3 separate regions of the Mus musculus genome follow, and regions 2 and 3 are each linked to region 1. The links are chromatin contacts, called in public HiChIP or PLAC-seq and promoter capture Hi-C maps. All regions are on one chromosome and are shown on one strand. Each heading gives the region's core, a stretch centred on a gene start, on an enhancer-like site or on the middle of the called end of the contact. The rest is flanking DNA. Distances are from core to core; before and after follow the strand shown.

The links. HiChIP or PLAC-seq counts read pairs in DNA pulled down with a chosen protein or histone mark. Capture Hi-C pulls out chosen DNA fragments and counts their contacts.
Region 2: a contact with region 1 is called in a promoter capture Hi-C map of adipose tissue, with 5 times the contacts expected there. The contact joins the promoter of Zfp518a here to the promoter of Noc3l in region 1. A contact is called at or near these places in 3 of 39 promoter capture datasets (cranial neural crest, hippocampal neurons and stem cell-derived epiblast-like cells), 1 of 484 Hi-C or Micro-C datasets (CD8 T cells), 2 of 115 datasets of contacts at active chromatin or transcription factors (embryonic stem cells and stem cell-derived neural progenitor cells) and 2 of 9 other capture datasets (adipose tissue and liver).
Region 3: a contact with region 1 is called in an H3K4me3 HiChIP or PLAC-seq map of embryonic forebrain, with 8 times the contacts expected there. The contact joins the promoter of Ccnj here to the promoter of Noc3l in region 1. A contact is called at or near these places in 4 of 39 promoter capture datasets (the 3T3-L1 cell line, cranial neural crest, frontonasal cranial neural crest and 1 more) and 2 of 115 datasets of contacts at active chromatin or transcription factors (embryonic forebrain and stem cell-derived neural progenitor cells).

The regions. Positions count from the first base shown.
Region 1 is chr19:38,817,318-38,821,298 of GRCm38.p6, reverse strand. It overlaps Noc3l (NOC3 like DNA replication regulator), which reads left to right and starts at 2,062. Exons shown (of 21, transcript NM_021315.2): 1 at 2,062-2,206; 2 at 3,154-3,361. The coding sequence starts at 2,198.
Region 2 is chr19:40,892,888-40,896,868 of GRCm38.p6, reverse strand. It overlaps Zfp518a (zinc finger protein 518A), which reads right to left and starts at 2,164. Exons shown (of 5, transcript NM_028319.1): 1 at 2,079-2,164. Mir8092 (microRNA 8092) reads right to left here and starts at 2,166; the gene lies at 2,080-2,166.
Region 3 is chr19:40,829,337-40,833,317 of GRCm38.p6, reverse strand. It overlaps Ccnj (cyclin J), which reads right to left and starts at 2,039. Exons shown (of 6, transcript NM_172839.4): 1 at 1,876-2,039; 2 at 1,230-1,339. The coding sequence starts at 1,298. It overlaps Cc2d2b (coiled-coil and C2 domain containing 2B), which reads right to left. Exons shown (of 35, transcript NM_001376940.1): 35 at 3,540-3,981.

The DNA.
Region 1 (3,981 bases), core at 813-3,312:
TGTTGGATTTCAAGACAGGAGACTGTGTGTGGCAACAAGCTGTTTTAACATGACCCAAAGATTTGACTTGATTATAAATTTAAGTATAAAATGGGCAAAGAATAAGATGAAGTTCCTTTTTATTAAAAACAACAAAAACCTAGCATAGGGGGCTGGAGAAATAGCTCAGTGGTCTAGAGCAGAGACATAGGGTTCAATTCCCAGAAGCCATTTGGTTGCTCACGACCATCCCTAACTCCAGTTCTAAGGGATTTGACACCCTCTCCTGACCTGTACCAGGCGAACGTGGTGCACATGCATACAAGTAGGCAAACACTCATACATAAAAGGCTAGCGCAGGGTTGGTTATGACAGAGGAGAGGAAGTGGAAACACAATGATGATTTTTCCTTGGAAAGAGAAAGTCACAACAAGAATTAAAAGGAGAAAACATCACTAGAAAAAAATAGTGAAAAGCTCTACGGGGATAGGCTAACTGGGAAGGAAATGTTAGGGAAAGGCAGAGGGCAAGATGATTGACCAAAGAGCAAGAAACATGGGGTTAGTTTTGAATAGAAATGGGGATACCTCATCCTTGGAACAACCAGATGCAAGCTGAAGAAGTGGGAGTAACTGTTGATATGTTTGGGAAGGAATTCAGCCACAGGCTTGGTAAGAAAGAGCACAGGCTGATGTTTCCAATTAGTGTGATGAAGTAATCTAACAGTGAGACAGGCTCTGCTGTTTCCAAGACAGGGTGTGGAAGGAGAGAGAACAGGGAGAAAGTTAGAAGGGAGGTGGAAAGACGATGCCAGATAGAAGGCATTTTTCTCTGAGGTGAAAAGCAGAAAGGACTAGTCTTTGTAAGATTACCACTGTTCATGATCTCAGTGGCCCCTGGGTTTCTTCTGGCTTATCTCACCAGCTCAGAACTGTGAGGCCAACAATGTCAGGGCTGTGCTCAAGAACGATATACTTAACCCTGGGCATGGTGACTCTATAATTAGTACTTGGGAAACTGAGACAGGAGCATATTGAGTTGAGGGTCAGTCAAATAACAACGGCGTCTCTTTTTCTTTTTCTTTCTTCCTTTCTTTCTTTCTTTCTTTCTTTTTTTTTTTAAAAAACCTTTAATAGCCTCAAGTTCATCTTTGTGATTAACTTTTTATTTTTATTGTTTTTTATAATTTATTATTTTGTTTGTATATATGTGTGGGTGAGTGCCTGCCTGAGGAGGTCAGAAGAGGTCCTCAGAGATGGATGTGCTGGGAATAGAATCCGGGACTTTCTGGAGGAGCAGCAAGCACTCTTAAACACTGAACCACTTCTCCTGCCCAGTGTTTTATTCTGTTTTTTAATTTAGGAAAAGGTCTTTGGGAGACAAGTACTTAAAATACACATTCTTGCGATGCTTAAATCTTCCTGGAAGAGTTAACGATTCAGTCAGATAGTATCTTTACCAAAAAGGTAACAGAATCCTAATTCTGCAAGTCTCACCAATATAGTACTTTATCATATAATGGTTAAACCCAAAGAAAAAACGATTCCACAGTAAAACCATAGACTTTTTCTCTAGACAGGGACTACACTGGGTAGACTAGGCTCTGTAGACCGGGCCTCGAACTCACAGTGATCCACCTGCCTCTACCTCCCAGTGCTGGGATTAAAGACGTGCTCCACCACGCCTAAACTTAAGTGTGGACTTTCGGTTGGTGGAAGGTGGTGAGAGATCTTTCATCATTCGGTTCAAAGCCCCAGTGCCTGTGGAGGGATGGCTTCCAATAAAGAAGCTGCGGTTGCCCTCTAGAAGATCCAGAAGACGAAGTACCCGCAACAGGCGGAGCCACAAGACGCCGGCGATCAAAACCGCCAAGCCCTCGTCTTTTGTCTTCTCCAGGACTGAAAAGGAATCCGGGCGGGAACCTGCTTGAGTCCTTCAGCTGGGACGCCCACTCGCCCACTCTTCAGCCTCAGCGATTCTCACAAGGGTCAGTCCGTGAGAGACTGAGCCCGGGACCAGAGCCACCAGGGGGCGCACGCACCGCCGCCCGAAGAGGAAGTCCCGCCTCCCGTTTCCGGCGGCAGAAAGGGGGAGAGGCTGAAAGCGTCTTCCGGTTTGGGAAAGGTTGCGCTCAGTGCACGTGTGTCTTTTCCACCCGGCTCCTGCGTGTTCCTCTGTCCGAGTGATCTTGTCTGTGGTACTCCTCGCAGGCCTAAGGATGAAGGCGGTAAGTGCTGTCCGAACCCCGGCCCCCGGGAGTTGTGGCTGCTTGGGTTGACAGGGTCTCCCTCTGCCTGGCTTATCTTTCCCTTAGGTTTTGAGTCTGGTATAGGGGGCGGTGGCCTAACTTGGTGCTCCCTAGCCGATCTATGCTCCATCCACTTTGGGTCATTACTGGGGCTTTTGCTTCCTCGCCCACTACGCCCAAGCACGACCTCAGGCTGCAGATGCGAGGCCAGCACCGGGCCCTGCCACCGAATGGTGTCAGACTGAAGGGTTTTCCAAACTGTCTCTCGAATCTTATACACACGAGAAGCAAGTCTAAAGTTCCTTGAACCTGTTTTGTGAGACACTGAACCCGAAGAGAGCCTGTTTCCTCCTTAAAGTGTAAGGTGATAGGAAGGCTGGTGATTTTTCCCAGATGGAGAGGGAATTTAGAAGTAGCCTTGGGATTTGGATTACAAAGCACTTACCAGCGAGAGCGCTGGAATAACTTCTGTAACCTTCGCTTCTTTATGAATGACGTGAGGATTATTATTATTTAGGGTGTTGGGAAGTGTGAGTGCTTTGTAAATAATAAACCGACAAATGAATGTCAGTTGCTAAAGGCATCCATTATTTTGCTCTGAATGTGTTGCCGTACCAGTGTTAGACTAGCCTTGAATGACCGTTTGCCACAGAGAAGAGATTCATAATGTTTTGCTTTCAGATTGCACACGTGAGAGACTAGATTCAGATCACAGGGAAATCCCGTGTGGAGCAACTGATGCTCTAGTGCCATTCTGTAGGATTGCTTACTGCCGTGCATTGGTTTTTAGTTCTTACACAGGACCCGTGGTTGTGAGACAGTTTTGAAATTTGCTTTATTTAATCTATAAAGAGTTTTCCTTCACCTGATTTTAAAAATAATCAGAATTTCTTAGTTGTAGTGTCTCTTCTGTTGTTGTTTTCTAGAGAAGAAATAAAAAGCAGGTCCCAAGCTTTCGCAAGTTGATAAAAACTAGTAAAGTGAAACTTGAAAACAAATTGAAAAATAAGCAATTTAAACAACAAAGTACCATCAAGAAGTACCGAAAAGAGCAGAGGAAACTAAGGCAAGCTGTAAAAGATGCTGTGTCTAAAAAACCCATTCCGCTGGAGGACCCAAAGAGCAAACGGCCAGGTAACGAAAGTGTTCACTTACGCTGGAATGTTCTCCATGGAAGTGACTTGTTTTCTAGTGTCCACTTGTCCTGTGTTCAGATCCTTGTAGGTCTAGGTAAGGTCTTTTATGCTTTACCACAGTAAGTATGAGAAAACAATGCAAGACCATATGCCCTGTGAGAAAACTAGCTTCTCCTTTTCGTTGGCATAGACAGCAGATCTGAAAATGTACTTGGGGGATGCTCAGAGCAGCTGTGTAAATTTCGGGACACGCATCAGGGCTGCCGGCTTCCCATCCACTGAGAGTTAGCCGTGGTTAGCCTGCTTGGTTTTGCTCCATTCTTCACCATGCTGCCAGTAGGTATTTCCTTTTCTAAACTTGTGGTTTTCTTTCTCCTTGTACACTTGGGGTGAAGTTCAGCTGTAATAGTCTCGGTTGTTTTGTAGAACCATCTAAGGACCCCAGCTCCTCAAAACAGAAAAATATGATCATTTTAAAGTCAGGACAGTTCTCTAGCTGATGTAACTGTTCATTGTTCTATAGCCATCTCTCCTTCTCTTAACCTCCATGCAGTCTGACCCAAATGCAGCATTATCGTGATGGGTAGTGATCATTTGATTGGGAATCAGGAATAAAAA
Region 2 (3,981 bases), core at 915-3,414, 2.1 Mb before region 1:
AAAGGAAAACTCGTTTTGCCCTATCCAAATTGCAAAAGCAGAATTAGTATTGCACCTGATTCTGAACCACTTATCTGCCCACTACAAAAGCCTACTGACAACAGTAATGCTCAAGGCTGGTATCAACATCCCATGAGAACTGCCTATGATGTGAAGCCTATAGAATTAATAGACTATACATGAGGGCAGACAACAGATAAACATTTCAAATTTTCTAAGAACCCTTTTCTCTAATTGACAAAACCCTTTTAAATAGAGCACCTGAAGAAATGCAAGATTAAAATCTTGAACTTAAAGGAAAACCAGAAAAGTAGTTAGACTGGTCAGATTAAGTGTTCTCTACAGGGCACACACAATGCTTCAATGAGAGTAAGCCCCAACACTTGCAATAAAAGTACATTAAAAGGGCATTGTAAGGTTTTGTGGGTTTTTTCACTCAAACTATATTTAGATAGAAAGTTTCTCATTTAAAATATTTCAAAATACAGCAGCTTTTGGAACCACACTATACTACTTCCAGAAAAAATATCATAAAATGTGAAGGTGGTTATGATAAAACCCTCCAGTATTTAAGTTTATTTGCTATGAGCTCACAAAGACACAGTCGCTGGAGTTGCTATCCTTTTATCTGTTCAGACATCTGACATATAATGTTTGAATTGGTAATCATAATTTGGAAAAAAAAACAGAAAAGAGTAAGGTCTACTATGCTTACCTACGCCATAGAAAGCCAACACCCCTCAAGTGCTAGTACGAATTGCCCCTTTTGACTTTCTAAAGAAAAATACAGCTTTGTTGAAGGATAATTAACAGATCTGCAGCTATAACTTTAAAAATGTTAGGGAATTTCAGCAAGTCTCTCTATTCATTCTGACCATACAAACTTTAGAGCACACTCAAATCAGACCTGTTTTGCTGGGAAAAAAAGCAATTCAATTATTATTAGTAAAATGTGCCTTAAGAAAACCAGACTTTCAAATTAACCACGCTGTGAGTTGTTTTTACATTACATCCCTGAGATAATCACAGACAGTTCAACATTCTCATGAATTCCTCAAAAACTGACCCCTTTCCCCATTTTCAAGACTTTTGAAAAAAATAATTTACAAAAACTAAAATAACCCAAATTTAAACCTGAAGCGAAAACTGACCCTTAACTTTTGTTTTCTAAACTTTGAAGTTGCATCTGTTCCATTGGTCTAGATAAGAGTTAAATCACATCATCTATGCATTCAGACCCAATACTTTTGAGTTACCAAAGCCATCTAACTCAAGATACTACCCACTTAACAAAGAGGACACCATGTTAAGAACAGATTCAAGATGGACCCTACAAGTGGGGAAAAAAAAAAAAAAAGCCCGTGACAAAGAAATCCATATGCCACTGGGTGTGGTGGTGGTGGGGGCAGTCTACAAGAGGACCACTTTCTTGCCCAACTCTGAGGGCGCGCAGTGCGTGCGCCAAGAGAGCGGGGAGTCTCTGCAAGGAAGAACCCCCAATAGCCATAGACTGGGCCCATAGTAGGGATGCCGTCGAGGCGGGCCCGCGAACCTACAGCTCGAGGGGTGCGGACTGAGGGCTGCCCAGCCCGTCTCCACCGGGCGCGGAACCCGACGAGCGATGGCTTCGCGCGCCAAACGCCCCCGCATCGCCCCCAAAACGCCGCGCCCGATCCGCCCCTTTCCCCGGAGTTCCGCTGCCCCTCGGGCGCGCGGATGTACACTGTCGCCGCGCCGTGCGCGCGCGCCCAAGTCCTAGGCTCTGAGACCGTGGGGGAGTTCTTAGGGACAAACTTACAACCAGCCCAAGCCGAGACGACAATGACCAGCCCTAAGAGCTAGCAAGAGCCCCGGGTTAGAAACCAAGGACTTCTCTAGAAAACTTTGCGGCAAGTTGGCCGGAAGCGCTGAATGGACGGGACTATTTAACATGAGCTTCCTAGCGCAAGAGGCGGATCCCCCCCAAGACCATTTGGGGGGAACCCTAGCACCCCACGATTTCGCCCTTGGCCCCTTGCCGTCTCTCTGTGCGTCCCGACATCCTAACTGGTCTTGGCGGCTCCGCACACAGGGAATACCTGCCGTGGTCCCCATTGCCTGCGAGTCCCAGATGGCGGCCATTACCCCTCCATCCGGGTACTGCCGGAAAGCCGAGCGCCGCGCTGCCGGCAGCGCACGCTGCGGCGGAGGGATCCGCGCTGCACCTGAGGCGAGCGGAAGGGAACGGCGGCCGGAAGGGCCCCCGCCTCAGCCTCCCGAGAGTAGGCCATGGCGCTGAGTCCACGGCTGACCTCGTCATACGGCGCCTCCCTGCGTCCCGCCTCACCGCCCCCCGTCTACTCACCAGCCGCGGGGATCCTACTGCGGGGGGAAGAACGGGGAAAATGGCTACCGTCCTTTCCCAAGTAGACACCAGAAGCAGGAACTGGTGTGCTTGGCAAGCCTTGGTTGACAGGAAATGGCCTCAACCCAGAGGTTTTAGGCAGCCCCCATCTTAGCAAATGGCGTGTTCCCTGTACTTACTCGGATCACGCGAGTTGTGGTATCCCTTTGACGTCCCAGTGGTTGGACGAAGCTGCTACCCAAAGCTCTGGCCCACAAGGGAGCCAACCCTGAGCTCCAGAGCAGCCCCACGCACAGGCTACCTGTGAGGGACACTCTTCTCTCCCGCCGCGACACGACCTCCTCCCACGGCACGGAGGACTCGTCTGAGCGAAGGAAGTCCTCTCAGCGAAGGAAAACCCTCGCACGCCCCTCACAGACTCAAAAATGGAATCCTTGCCCCCAAGAAAAGAATCCTTCCCCACCCCACACAAGAGTCGTACAAAGTCCAAATGTGGCTCCTCTCTTTCAGAACGTTTCAGAAGCCTACTAATCTCACTTGGTAAATAATTACCTCCCTTAAAAGAAAAAAAGGACAAAAAACACACGTGGAAGCACTGTGGAAACTGCCGCCGTCAAAAACTCGAGGCGGAGGGATATAGCAAAATATAAAAGATCGAATCTGAGAATTTTGGCTTCAACTGTGGGCCGTAGTTTTTTTTTTTGGGGGGGGGGATGCGTGGGGGCAAGGGGTAACCCAAATAACTCCTGACACGCACAAATTTTTCTTAAAACCAATTTTAAAACTGTTAAGAATTTTCCACTTTCTTAGGATATGCTTTTGAACGCATTGACCTGTGCCACACGGACTTTACCCTTTAAATTAAAAAAAAGAAAAAGAAAAAGAAAAAGAAAAAGAAAGGAATAAAACACACACGGAGAACCCTTAGTTTTGGGTGGTTTGTACAACAGTCCTCCTAGAAGCGGCAAGCTGAAATTCACACAAGAAGTACAAACATAACTATAAAAGTGAAGGTGAAATCTATTAATATCAAAAGGGCATATTTATAATCTATAATGATGTTTGCAAAATAGATTTTCTTTGGGGGGGGGCAGGGTAACAGGCCCTGAGACAGTGTAACAGAGCCCTGGCTGTCCTGGAACTCAATTTGTAGACCAGGCTGGCCTCCAGCTTACAAAGCTCTGCCTGCCTCTGTTTCCTGAGTGCTGGTAGATTTTCTCCTTAACACAATATTTTCATTGTTCCAGAAAAGAGGACACACATTGCTGAGGAGAGAAGTGGAGAAAAGCCTGTTTGTTTTTTAATAGGAAAAAAAAAAGTTGTTTTGGACTGTGAGTAGTTAGTTTTGTTATAGCTTTTATAATTTACATGACAAAAATGATGCATCATCATGTTCTGTAGTATTCTCATAAAACTTTATTTTTGCATCTATGTTCACCTTGAAAACCTGTGTTTAATTCTAGAAGACTCAAAGTTTTCATTGCATGCTAAATAAGCTAGAATGTTGGTGAACTCTCTCTCTTTTCCTTGTCCAGTTTTTTCATTTTTATCAAACTCTTACTCTTTGCTCTTTTAAAGTTCTGAACACTGAAGTTAATAACAAAAGGAGTGAAACAGAAAGGAAGAGGAGATAGACT
Region 3 (3,981 bases), core at 790-3,289, 2.0 Mb before region 1:
CAAAGTACCATTACCATTTAAACCAAGTAACTAGTTTTGCTACACACTAGAAAGATAAAAAGACTGACACTTAGAAAAATCCAAATATACCTCCCCAAAATTCAAAGTGAATTGGGACTTTTCCCTCTAACATTCCAAAGAACCTTTCCGTAGTTGGAACATTTATGTAGAGCAATCTCATAGGGGTCTGGGATGTACTCAGAGTAAGAGACTGAATGCCAGGACTATTAAAGAACTTTTGGAAATTTCAAGCTGGGGGTGCAATTTTAACAACTTAAGCCAAGATTCCATGTCCTAATCTGCTTAATTTGGTCATATACACCAGATATAAACCTATTATCATTGAAAAATCCCTAAGGCTCAAGCTACAGGATCTTATTAAAGAGTCAGCTGTTTCGATCCTTTCCCAGTTTTCATCCAAGGTGAAACTGAGTTAAGTTGATCATTCTGGGTCTTCCCTCTGGCTGTCAGAGAAGCAGGGCTATCGCATATATCTGACTTATAACATCCATCCTATAATCATTAGTTAGAATACCCAGGCTTTGGTCCAAAAGGAGTAGGTTCCCCCCCCCCCATGACTATTAAGAACATTGTGTCTATTTTCTACACTTGACATTACCAAGGAATAGCTCCCTCCACCTTAAGGCTTTTTGTATAGCCTGGATTTGAAGGACCAAGGAACAGTAAGTTATCACATAGCTCTTACACTGTTCTAAGTTCCTGCACAGTACATACTTAACAGATTTCACAATCACCCCATAAGGACGTTCTGTCGTTGTTATTTCTCCTTTTACAGACGAGGAAACTGAGAAAGAGAAAATTAAGTTGTCCGAAGTCTCAGAGCAGGTTTGGGGAAAGGTTGGAGAACTGAGTTATGTACAGGGCTTACACCAGCTTCATGCAACAGCATGTACGAAACAAGGAGGGCTGTTCACTCACACACAGACACAGACAGACAGACAGACAGACACACACACACACACACACACCCATGGTCGACCTGGCAACATCGGAACACCATCCACCTTCCTTCTCCCAACTACCACGCCCCAGTCTTCTCCACATTTACAGGTTCTTCGGATGCAGCCCAGGGAAGGAAGAAGTTAATTAACTTTGACAAATGAGCAAACTCGCCTTCTCTGGCCTGGAAGGTAGAGAGTAAAGAACCTGACTGGCCTTTCCAGGAAGCACAAGAGCCGGGATGGGGAAAGTCGGGTCTCGGGAGTTACCTTGTACCGAAGCGCCTGGTGAATATCCGCAGCCAGCTGTCCTCGCCACCACTGCCCCTCCAGCTCCATGGAAGCCGGAGGTGCGCCCGGCCAGACGCCGCAACTTCAGTCTGGAAGACACGCCCCAGACGCGGTCACGGCCAGCAACTCCCCCCCCCCCCAGTCCCCCCGCGATCCTCCGCGCCCCCTCCTCCAGGGATGCGATCTCAGGTCACCCCGTGCGGCTGCTCCTCTTCACCTGACCCGACCCCGAGCCATCTTCCAACGCCAGCAAGGCCTGATCTACCCAGTCGTCTGCAATCGCCCGCTGCAAGAACTGCAGAAAGGTGCGAGCTCTGAAAGCTCCGGGCGGGACGGCCCACCTCGGGCTCTCCGAGTTCTGGGTTCGACCTCAGCCGCCTGCACTTAGGCGCGGGAGCCCTGACATTGTCAGAACGTCGCCGGAATGGAGAGTGACCAGCGCGCGACACCAGGTCCGCGCCGACAGCCCCGCACGCTCCACCACCCTGGGGGTCTGCGGTGCGCCCGCCGCAGCGCGGACCCGGAGCGGCAAACAAAAGGCCGGGCGGGCGGCCGTGCTCCGCGCCTCGCTTCCCCTCGCCTCGCTGCGCTCCCGCAGGCCTGCCCGGCCCACGCGGTTTCTTACCCGGAACCGCGGCCCTCAGAGCCCCAGCCCGGCCGGCGTGCACGGGGCGCCGGCAGCGTTCATGCCGCGGACCGTCGGCCGCGAAGCCCCCGCCTCAGCTAGGGCCCAGCACCCGGGCGCTCGCGCCGCCCATTGTTAAAGGACCGGCAGGCGGCTCGCCGTACAAAGCCAGCGCCGGGGCACGGGCCGCCCCGCGCTGCCAATCGGCTCTCGCGATACAGCGGGGTCGCGCCTCGCCGTCCAATCGGCGGCCGGGCCGAGCCAGGTGCTACTCCGTCTCCCGGGCCCCTGCCCGGTGCCGGGCGGTCTCGCTCTGCAGCCTCCGCGGTCTGTCGGCGCCCGAGGGCCGCTCACCTGCAGAGAATCTTTGATGGGTCCCGGGTGCTGGCAAAGAAAGATGCGATGTCTCAGCCCCGGGATTAAAACTTGGCAGCGCGGATCTGGCCCGCTGTCTCACTTCCGAGGGGCTGCTCTCCGGGATCCTCCCCCTACCCTAAGCCTTCCGAATGGGCTTTAGCTCTTACCAGTCCCTAAGGCGCTTTGGTTGTCGAGTTCTGCTCCAGTCTCCCCTCTAAACCCAGTACTCCTTTTAGCTCTTCTAACTCAGCTCTTCTTGTTGCTTTCACTTCGGCGATTCGCGCGAGTTGCGACTGGAATTGACATCTTTAGCAACCTGGCTTGTCAGATCCATAATGGATGTAATTGACCATCTGTGGTGGTCAAGGAAGAGACCCTAAACGGTGGGAACACTCCAGCGTCAATTGAGGCGATTGGCTGGGGCTGGAAATGTAACAGAAACCCCATCAGTTGTATTTGAGAGTGTCTGGAGGACCACCCCAAAAGAAGTAGATGGGTTCCCTCAATTTTCCAGAGACTGTAAAGCGACTTCCTTCAATATTTAAACATAAATCATGAGACCTCACCCCTTACTTTGAATATTTTGTTTAGAAAGAGGAAGAGTGACAAAGGGCTAGTACAGAAAAGGATGAGTGCACACTTCGGGAGCATGGCTTATCACCCTGGTATTTGCATCCATCCCGGAAGGGCTGCTGCAGACCCCTGTGTGACAGTGTTATACAATGCCTGGGGAGAGCAGGGGTTCAGGAAATGATGGGAAGAAACTGGAAGCATGCACGTGAAAATTGGCAGAACCCAGCCTAGCCCGGTGCATTTCGGGAAGAGACTACTAGTAGAGGGAAAGGACGTTATCTGGCTAAAATTTCCATGTCATTTATGGTATTTAAGTAGTACTCAGTTTCCAATTCACGACTACTAAGCAGCTTTTGGCTTCCAAATGATTTAGGGTCCAGGCCTTTCTTAAGAACCTTTTCAGAAAAGTGGGTCACAGACTATAATTGCCTATGCGATCCTGTAATAAGCAGGTTGTCCTACAGTCTACTTTGAACACGTTGTTTGCCGGGAGAGACCGGTTCAGAAATCATGTATTATTCTAGACTTAGATGGCTCTTTATAAGATGCCAGTATTCATCCTTGTTCATGCCTGTGTATGTCTCTGGTGGTCTCTCTAGAGTCTACATTCCTAAAAGGAATTTCGGTCTTACTATTTTTTTCATCCCTTTAGAGTGAGCTGGGCAGAAGGCACTTCAACTCTGTGTTCCCACAGTTTACATTCTACTGGGAAGAGAAAAGTCATAATAAATGAAAGATAAATCCATACCACACGGTAACAAGTGCTGTAAGGCAAACAAAGTGAAAGGCTAGATAGGTGGATAGGCCGACGTTTTATGATAGGGAAGCCATGCAAAGGCCTGAGGGGAAGCGACTGGCTATCTAGATGGTGGATGGGCATGCCAGCAGAGGGGACAGTAAACACGACAGGGTTCCATTTTGGAAGGAAAGTAGAGGGCAGTTTTCCACTTCAGTAAAGATAATCCAAACTTCAAAAGACACTAGCAAAGGTTTCAGAGCGAACCGGGCAAGGCACCCGCACAACAGAGAATGGAACCTCGAGTTGGGTTGCAAGAGATGAGGGTGGGAGCTGATTCTCTGGAAGGCTTTTGGGACTGCGGGCACTTCCGGCAGTCGGAAGCCACCACGCTCTGGCAGCCAAGACACTAACATCGGAGCACGCAGGGGAGAGAATTC